2 separate regions of the Zea mays genome follow, and region 2 is linked to region 1. Evidence: chromatin contacts called from public Hi-C data. All regions are on one chromosome and are shown on one strand. Each heading gives the region's core, a stretch centred on a gene start, on an enhancer-like site or on the middle of the called end of the contact. The rest is flanking DNA. Distances are from core to core; before and after follow the strand shown.

What was found. A called contact is a pair of places that touch in the nucleus more often than the background predicts.
Region 2: a Hi-C map of ear shows a contact between it and region 1, with 2.3 times the contacts expected there. The contact joins the promoter of LOC100216889 here to the promoter of LOC103635765 in region 1. A contact is called at or near these places in 3 of 25 Hi-C or Micro-C datasets (ear, leaf and tassel).

What each region holds. Positions count from the first base shown.
Region 1 is chr8:119,479,251-119,482,978 of Zm-B73-REFERENCE-NAM-5.0, reverse strand. LOC103635765 (ras-related protein RABE1c) reads left to right here and starts at 1,596. Exons shown (of 9, transcript XM_008658144.4): 1 at 1,596-1,902; 2 at 1,983-2,106; 3 at 3,365-3,437; 4 at 3,555-3,655. The coding sequence starts at 2,034.
Region 2 is chr8:119,765,849-119,769,576 of Zm-B73-REFERENCE-NAM-5.0, reverse strand. LOC100216889 (putative membrane-associated kinase regulator 4) reads left to right here and starts at 1,947. Exons shown (of 1, transcript NM_001143276.1): 1 at 1,947-3,532. The coding sequence starts at 2,146. The coding sequence ends at 3,354.

The DNA of each region.
Region 1 (3,728 bases), core at 347-2,846:
AAAAATAACAAATTATTATTTATTTTTTGTGATTTGTTTTATCACTTAAGATAGTTTATGCTTAACTTAAAATTTTACATCTTTGAATAAATACTTTGAATAAGACGAGTGATTAAAGTTTTTTAAAAAAAGTTAAACAATGTCATATATTTATGAACAGATACAATAATTACTATCTTTTTAGAACAATCACAGATCAATATGCAACCGTTTCAGTTAACGAAAGGTAGTCTGATCTTTTATTTAACATACTAATATGTTCTAAACTTATTAAGCATCGACATGATTGTATTTATTTAAGGATATAGAGAATATGTAACTTTTATAATGGTCAAATGTCAACAAAAATTGATGGACTTACATTTCTGAATAGAACAATTACTAAGGTTATTCCTATTCCATTGTTTCTTGTCACGATATCATAAATTGCCACATCGTATGTTAATATAGAAGATATAATTGTTTCAATGTATAGTATCATATGTTGTTTTATAGTCCCACAAAACAACTAAATTACAGTTTTTGGAGCTTTTCTAAAAAAAGCTACGACAAGGCTTTTAATCCCGATAAGCCAATAGCTTTTCGGTGATGCTATTAACTTTTAAACTTAGGCATCTAGAAAACCCCATAAAATCAGGCTTCGGCTCACTAACTGACCGACCTCAGCTCGCCCATTCAACGAGTTGCAAAAGGAGACTCGACTCTTCTCGATGTTGGCTCGTGAGCCGGCACAGATCACGAGATGCACTTTGATAAATAATGTCATATTATATAGTGAATTAATAGCCTATAAATGTGAATATAGAATCAACATTCAACATTATGACTAATCTAAATTATAAGTTATCATATATCCATCATTAAAGACTAAGAAACCGAGATGAATATTTATAAAATTATTCAATATCAATCATCATTGTATAGATTGATTAAATTGGTGCAACTTGCGAGCTAGAATGAGTCGGCTTGCACCAGTGAGCTTAAAAACCTAGTGTTGAGCCGAGCTACTTCGAACTCGAGTCGGCACACGAGTCTTGAGCTTGTTTTCCAGCCCTATTCTCAGGTTTTCATGTAAACTCAGTTTTTTAGAGCTTTTGGCTTTTTGGAAGCTAAACTAAACAGATATTTGCTTGTTTTACCATATGTCTTTTCACACTAGGAAGCTAACAAGAAGCTCAAACAAACAGAGCCTTAGGTGGTTCATGTTTTAATGCATATGATCTTGTGTCTAAGTGGTATCTCCCTTGTTCTCTTTTCTCTTTACTCATATACCCAATCAATTTTTCATCATATATGTCATGTATCAAATGAGTATGACACCATACAACGGAAGTAGGCCAATAATATATTAATGTACTATTAATTCATTATTAGTGATGAGTTTCAATGCACTGTTTCAATATTGACACATCAGATTTAAACTAAGTAATCGTGTAAGTTTTATCCTCATAAAACTCTACCCTCTCCCATAAAATTCTTTCTGTATATTTTCTTTTAATTGTACTTACATGTTATTAAGAGTGATGATGTGTCACAGCATCCTACTGAGAATGACCTTATCTTCCACAAGTTCTCATAGCACGTACTACTAGCTGAAATTGTATTGTGGCCGGCATCTCCATTAGCGCAGAATAGCGTCCGGCAGATCACCACTTCACCGGTAGGTGGCTGAGCGCCTCGGGTTAAAGTAAAGTGTTAAACACCTGCACTGCACCGCAAGTAACCCAACCCTGCTTCCAGTGCAAGTGACTGACCCCGTGACCCGGCCCATCATAACAAATCAAACCATCACCCGACTTGTTTACCCCCGAAAATTTGCCGTCTTCTCATCTCGCTCCCCTCTTTGCGCCGCCCCCAGATCCGGCACCGCCCGCTGCTCGAACCCGCACCCCACGCCCGCAGGTGAGCGCCTCCGTTCCGCCCCGTCGCCACCATTCCCTCTTCTCTTCTGTTTGCTCACGAAGCGTGCGTTCTCTCTGCAGGCCGGGACCGGTGGGCGCGCGCCGGGCAGTAGGAGGGAGAGGAAGGGCGGCATGGCGGCGCCGCCGGCGAGGGCCCGGGCCGACTACGACTACCTTATCAAGCTTCTTCTCATTGGGGATAGCGGTGGGTGCTGCTAGATCTCTTTGTCTCAGTAAACGGTTGTATAAGGGCGTAACGCCGTTCGCGCGCTCGCGTTCTAGGGATCGGAGTTGGATTCGTGCATATGCGCAGTGTGGATCTTGCTCATGTTGCCCGTGGTCGTGTTCCCTCGATTGATCCGTCTTCCGTCTGTGGTAGAGAGCGGATGGGATGTTGCTTGCTTGCTGGTCCTTCAATCCTTTGTGCTTTCGGACTAACGTAACCTAGCGTACCATACGTTAATCAGTAGGTTATTAGCATCATCGGAATTGTGCACTAGTGAGAAGGATGGATTGTGTTTTTCTGTGAGTTTTGAACATTCACTTTGAGTTGCTGTGACTTGTGAGTGTTTTTTTTCCTTTGATGATGAGCATTCATTCGTGGAAACTCTTCGGTTCAAGGAATAAGCCCATTGGAAATAGTCTTGTGGAAATGTTACTCTGCAGATTAAGATGGTAGACTGGTTCAAAGGTTGACATGTTGAATAATTGAATTGATGCTTCCTGGTTAAGTGATTACTTGTTTTACCCATTATTGCATTGAGCAGAGACTACAATATTCACTTCAAACTGCACCCACTTTAGGGGCTTTAGACAATGTAGAATTATTTATTGTGATGTTGCTTGCTGTTCTATCTTCTATAATTATTTGCTTGTGAGTGTGTACCATGTAACCATGAATTGTATGAAACACGCTGTGAGTTTTTGTGGGGCGGATAACTTGTAAAAGTGGCAGCTGCTGGGTGTTAGACGGAGCAGCGAACTGTTGAATGAAAAATCCTGGGTTGGAAACTGCCTCTACGGAAATTTGGCTAAGGCTTATATAGCCAGGAAATATGCCTCAACTAAATAAGAGCATTGTCGTGTTCTCTCTATTTTAGATTTTATTATCTATATTTCCATCTTTCCTGGACATCTTTTGCTGAGACCGACAAAGTGTTTCTCGGCACACAATGGTGATGGCTTCCAATGTCATCCATGTCTGTATGCATTGATTTTGAGCTTATCTAGTATTTGATTGAAGTTTGTTGATTCTTGGCATAACCTTGTCATTGTACTTATTCCTGAGTCCTTCGTCCAGCAGCTGTATTGTGACAACATGTAAAGTGTAGATCTTGATAGCTAAGGTACAAGGTTATGTTTTTGACTGAATAGTTAATGCATAAGGGATAGTGGCATGTTCATCAGTAAAGCTTATGATTGCGTCAATTGCGTGATCTCATTTACTCCTTATCTATGTTCAGGTGTTGGCAAGAGTTGCCTCCTGTTGCGGTTCTCTGATGGTTCCTTCACTACAAGCTTTATTACCACAATTGGGTAGGTCCCTTTGGTGTTGTCAAGATTGTTAAACTGCTCATCATGCTTTCTTACATCAAATACAAAATTAGCATTTGTTATTTACTCCACAATGATATCGGACCTCATACTGTGCAGTATTGACTTTAAGATACGGACAATAGAATTGGATGGCAAGCGTATAAAGCTACAGATTTGGGATACAGCGGGCCAAGAACGCTTCCGTACTATTACCACTGGTATGATGTTTTGTTTCATTTCTGGTCGACACTTTGAAATTATACGATGACCCTTCTGATCCAACGGACTTTG
Region 2 (3,728 bases), core at 698-3,197, 290 kb before region 1:
TTGCATGTCTGTTGCAGCGATCCTAAATTTATGGAGGAAATAAAACATTTAAAATAGAAACCGCCACACATATCTTTCCTAAATTTACGCGCATGCAAGGGAACGTGTTTGACTCATGCATGCATTTTGCCATAATTTTAGGATCTGTATAACCGCATGCATGCGGCTGCCATGTTTTTCGGATCTGCCATAAAAATAGGATCGTAATAACAACCTACTAGAGCTATCAACCTCTCACATTGGCTCGGTATATACGCTTATAATTGAGGGATTTTATGCTCAAAACTTAAGGTTATTACGCTCCAACCCGGAGGTGCGTCCACCAGTGAACAACATGCCAGATTTTTTACGCAGTGTAACGAATTGCATAAATACCTACACCATGTAGTATAATTTGTATCAGTATATATCATAAACTAGATTTAATGTGTTTTAGCTGCACGGCTGTTGGAGGGATCTTATATTTATGAAGGAAATAAAACATTAAATACGATTTTTTGTTTCTATGCGTGTAATTCATTTCCTTTCATTGCACATTAATTTTATCATAAATTCGTGTGTATGCAGCTGGTAACAGATTTTTACGCAGTATATCGAATTGCATAATTATTAACACAATGTAGCATATTTAGTCTCAGTATATATCATAAAATGGTCCTTACGCGTCTAGCTGCATGGCTGTTGCAGCGATCCTAAATTTATGGAGGAAATAAATGATTTAAAAACAGAAACTGCCGCACATATCTTTCCTAAATTTATGCGCATGCATTGGATCGTGTTTGACTCATGCATGCATTCCTTTTTTTGCGCTAACAGACGTGGAGCAGGTGGCGCACCCGACAGCCTGTTTGGGCGTGCTGGGTGAACCAGTTTGCACGGTGGTCGGCCTAGACTTTCTTTAACTATTGGAAGCCCAGGGCTCCCGTTATACCTGCCATATATATATATATATATATATATATATATATATATATATATATATATATATATATATATATATATATATATATATATATATATATATATATATATGCACTGTTCCATCCGAAAATTCCGCTAAAATAAAAAGGTCAGAGCAGCTTTCAATTTTGCACCAATAGGGAAAAAGACTAGTACTTGAATAAAGATTTTTGTTTAGACTAAACGTATATTCATTAATTAATTTATAGATGTAGTTTGTATATATATCTATATGCATTATCATTTATTGGAATATGGACGGAAAAAACTGCTAGAGAGAACTATTTTTTATGACGGAGAGAGTATCTTTGAGTAGGTTATACAATTAACTATTTTTGTTAGGAGCTATGTAGACTTTTTAATGTACAATGTCAGTAAACTTATATCCAAAACCATCACGTGAGTTAGTTATTTATTAGATGATTTTCTATAGTTAAAAGGGCAGAACGTAGAGTTCCTCGTCATCATAGGTAAAAGAGCGAGATAAACAACTAGTAGTAAGAGTCGAGAGGATTGAAATTCCAGCACCCCAAGGAATCCCAGCACAGATCCTGCGTATCGTCCGTACCGCTCGTAACTCGCCCAGGCACTAGTTACGATCATTGCCGCATCCTACAGCGATCCAATGAAACAAACATTATTTTCTACTTCTAGTACCAATAGTGCACTTTGCTGTACGTGGCATAGGAGTGATATGAAATGGCACGAGGCAGCCATGGAAAGACGAGAAGCATGCTGTCAGTCTGCAGAAAGAGCAGCAGGCAGGGCAGAGGCGCCACCAAACCAAACCAAAGCCGGGTTTTCATCAGAAAAGAAGGCGCCAAAGCCAGGGATGGAGCGATGAGTGAGCGACACCCGGAGGACAGCGACGGCCAGGGCCACTGTTGCTGTTGCTGTTGCTGTTGGCTTCGTGCTCGTGCAGCGGCAGGGACAGGGAGATGGCCGAGAGCCCGAGACGCGAACAAGAAGCAGATCATGCGGGAGGAGACGGTAGGGCGGGCCGGCGGGGCGGGGCCCCTGTAAAGCACGAGCCTTGTTAGCAAAATTATATATAAATAAACCCCACTCCATCGATTCCTCTGCCGTTTTTAGCACCGAATCATCGCAGACGCACGCCACGCCGCAGCACTCAGCACTCCGGTTCGGGCGTTCGGGCAGGCGAATTAGGGATACGTTGGAGGAGCAATGGCGGGAAGGCGAGAGGAGTGGGGTGGAGAGGTACTGCAGCGGCAACGGGAGGAGGAGGAGGAGGAGGATGAGGAAGAGCAAGAGGATGAGGATTTCATCGACATGGACCTGAGCTCTGCCGCGGCCAGGACGCCCGTGGCGCATGAGTTCGAGTTCATGTCGGCGCCGCTGGACCGGTGGGGCGAGACCCTGGCTGCGTCGCCGGCAGACGAGCTCTTCTACAAGGGGAAGCTGCTGCCGCTGCACCTGCCGCCGCGCATCCAGATGGTGGAGGAGCTCCTGGACGGCCGGGGCCGGGGCCGCGGCAGGGACAGGGACAGGGACAGGGAGCTCCTGTTCCGCGGCGTCAGCAGCACGGCCCCGGCGACGCCGTACGAGTCGTGCAACGCGTCGCCGGCCAACTCGTCGTGCTACGGCTACGGCTACGCCAGCGGGGAGCTCAACGTCGAGGAGTACTTCCAGGAGTACGCGGCCGGCCTGGCGCTGGCGGAGGACGCCGCCGCGGCGCCGAGGAAGCCGTGGTCCAGGAGGCTACGGTTCATGAGGCAGCTCAACCTGGGCCTCCGGCTCAGGGCGTCCAAGGCGTACCTCAAGACCATCTTGTTCGCGGCCAGGCCGGGGAGCCCGGCCGACGAGAAGAGCGGTCTTGGCGCCGTCGCCGCGAGGGGCGCGCGGGAGGAGATCGCCGCCCATGGCCACGGCCACCTCAGGGCGTGGACAAAGAACCCGTTCGCCCAGACCAGAATGAACACCAGGTGCGTCGCCTCTCACGGTGGCACCAGCCGCGCCGCTGCCGCTGCCGCTGGAGGGCGGTGCAAGGAACGCGAGCACGGGGCGCACAGGCGCTCCTTCTCCAGCGTCATCGTCCGCTACTCTCCGTCGAACAAGACGTCCCCCGTCCCCGCGCTGCCGCCGTCCTCGTGCTCCTCCTCATCGGCCTCCTCGTCGGTCCGGACCTCGAGCGGGTCGTCCGACGGCGGCGTGGGGCCGACGCTGAGGAGGAGCAGCAGCGCGAGCTCGGAGGTGGAGAACCCCGTCCAGGGGCTCATCGCCTACTGCAAGAGGTCCCAGCAGCTGGCCTCCGTCCGGAAGAGCGCCAGCGACGCCGGCTTCCGCTTCCTGTCGTCGTCCGCGTCCAGGATCGCCGCCGAGTCCGAGTCCGAGTCCGACGGCCTCGACGAGCTCACCGAGATCTGCAGAGGATGACGATACGATAGTGCTCCATGAACGATGAATCCCGATCATTGTACAATGATGCAAATGCGTTCTGGAGATTTTGTGAAGGAAAAAAAAACTGAAATTTGTGGCGTTGACCGCGCGCCCTTTGTCAAGTGTCATGATGATATCGTTCAAATGAATGGCATCTGAACTTTGAGCCTTGACTAGTTCAAGAGGACATTGCGTGTTGTGGAACAGCTGTAGGGTTTTTCCATGGATGAGGAAAACCAATAGCAGAGCCTTATTTACATCACTTTAGAATTGGTTCAAGTACATTACAAGCTCGTTATGGAACAGCTGAGTTTCATGGATGAGTAGAATCAATAGCAGAGCCTTACTTCCATTACATCACTTTAGAGCCC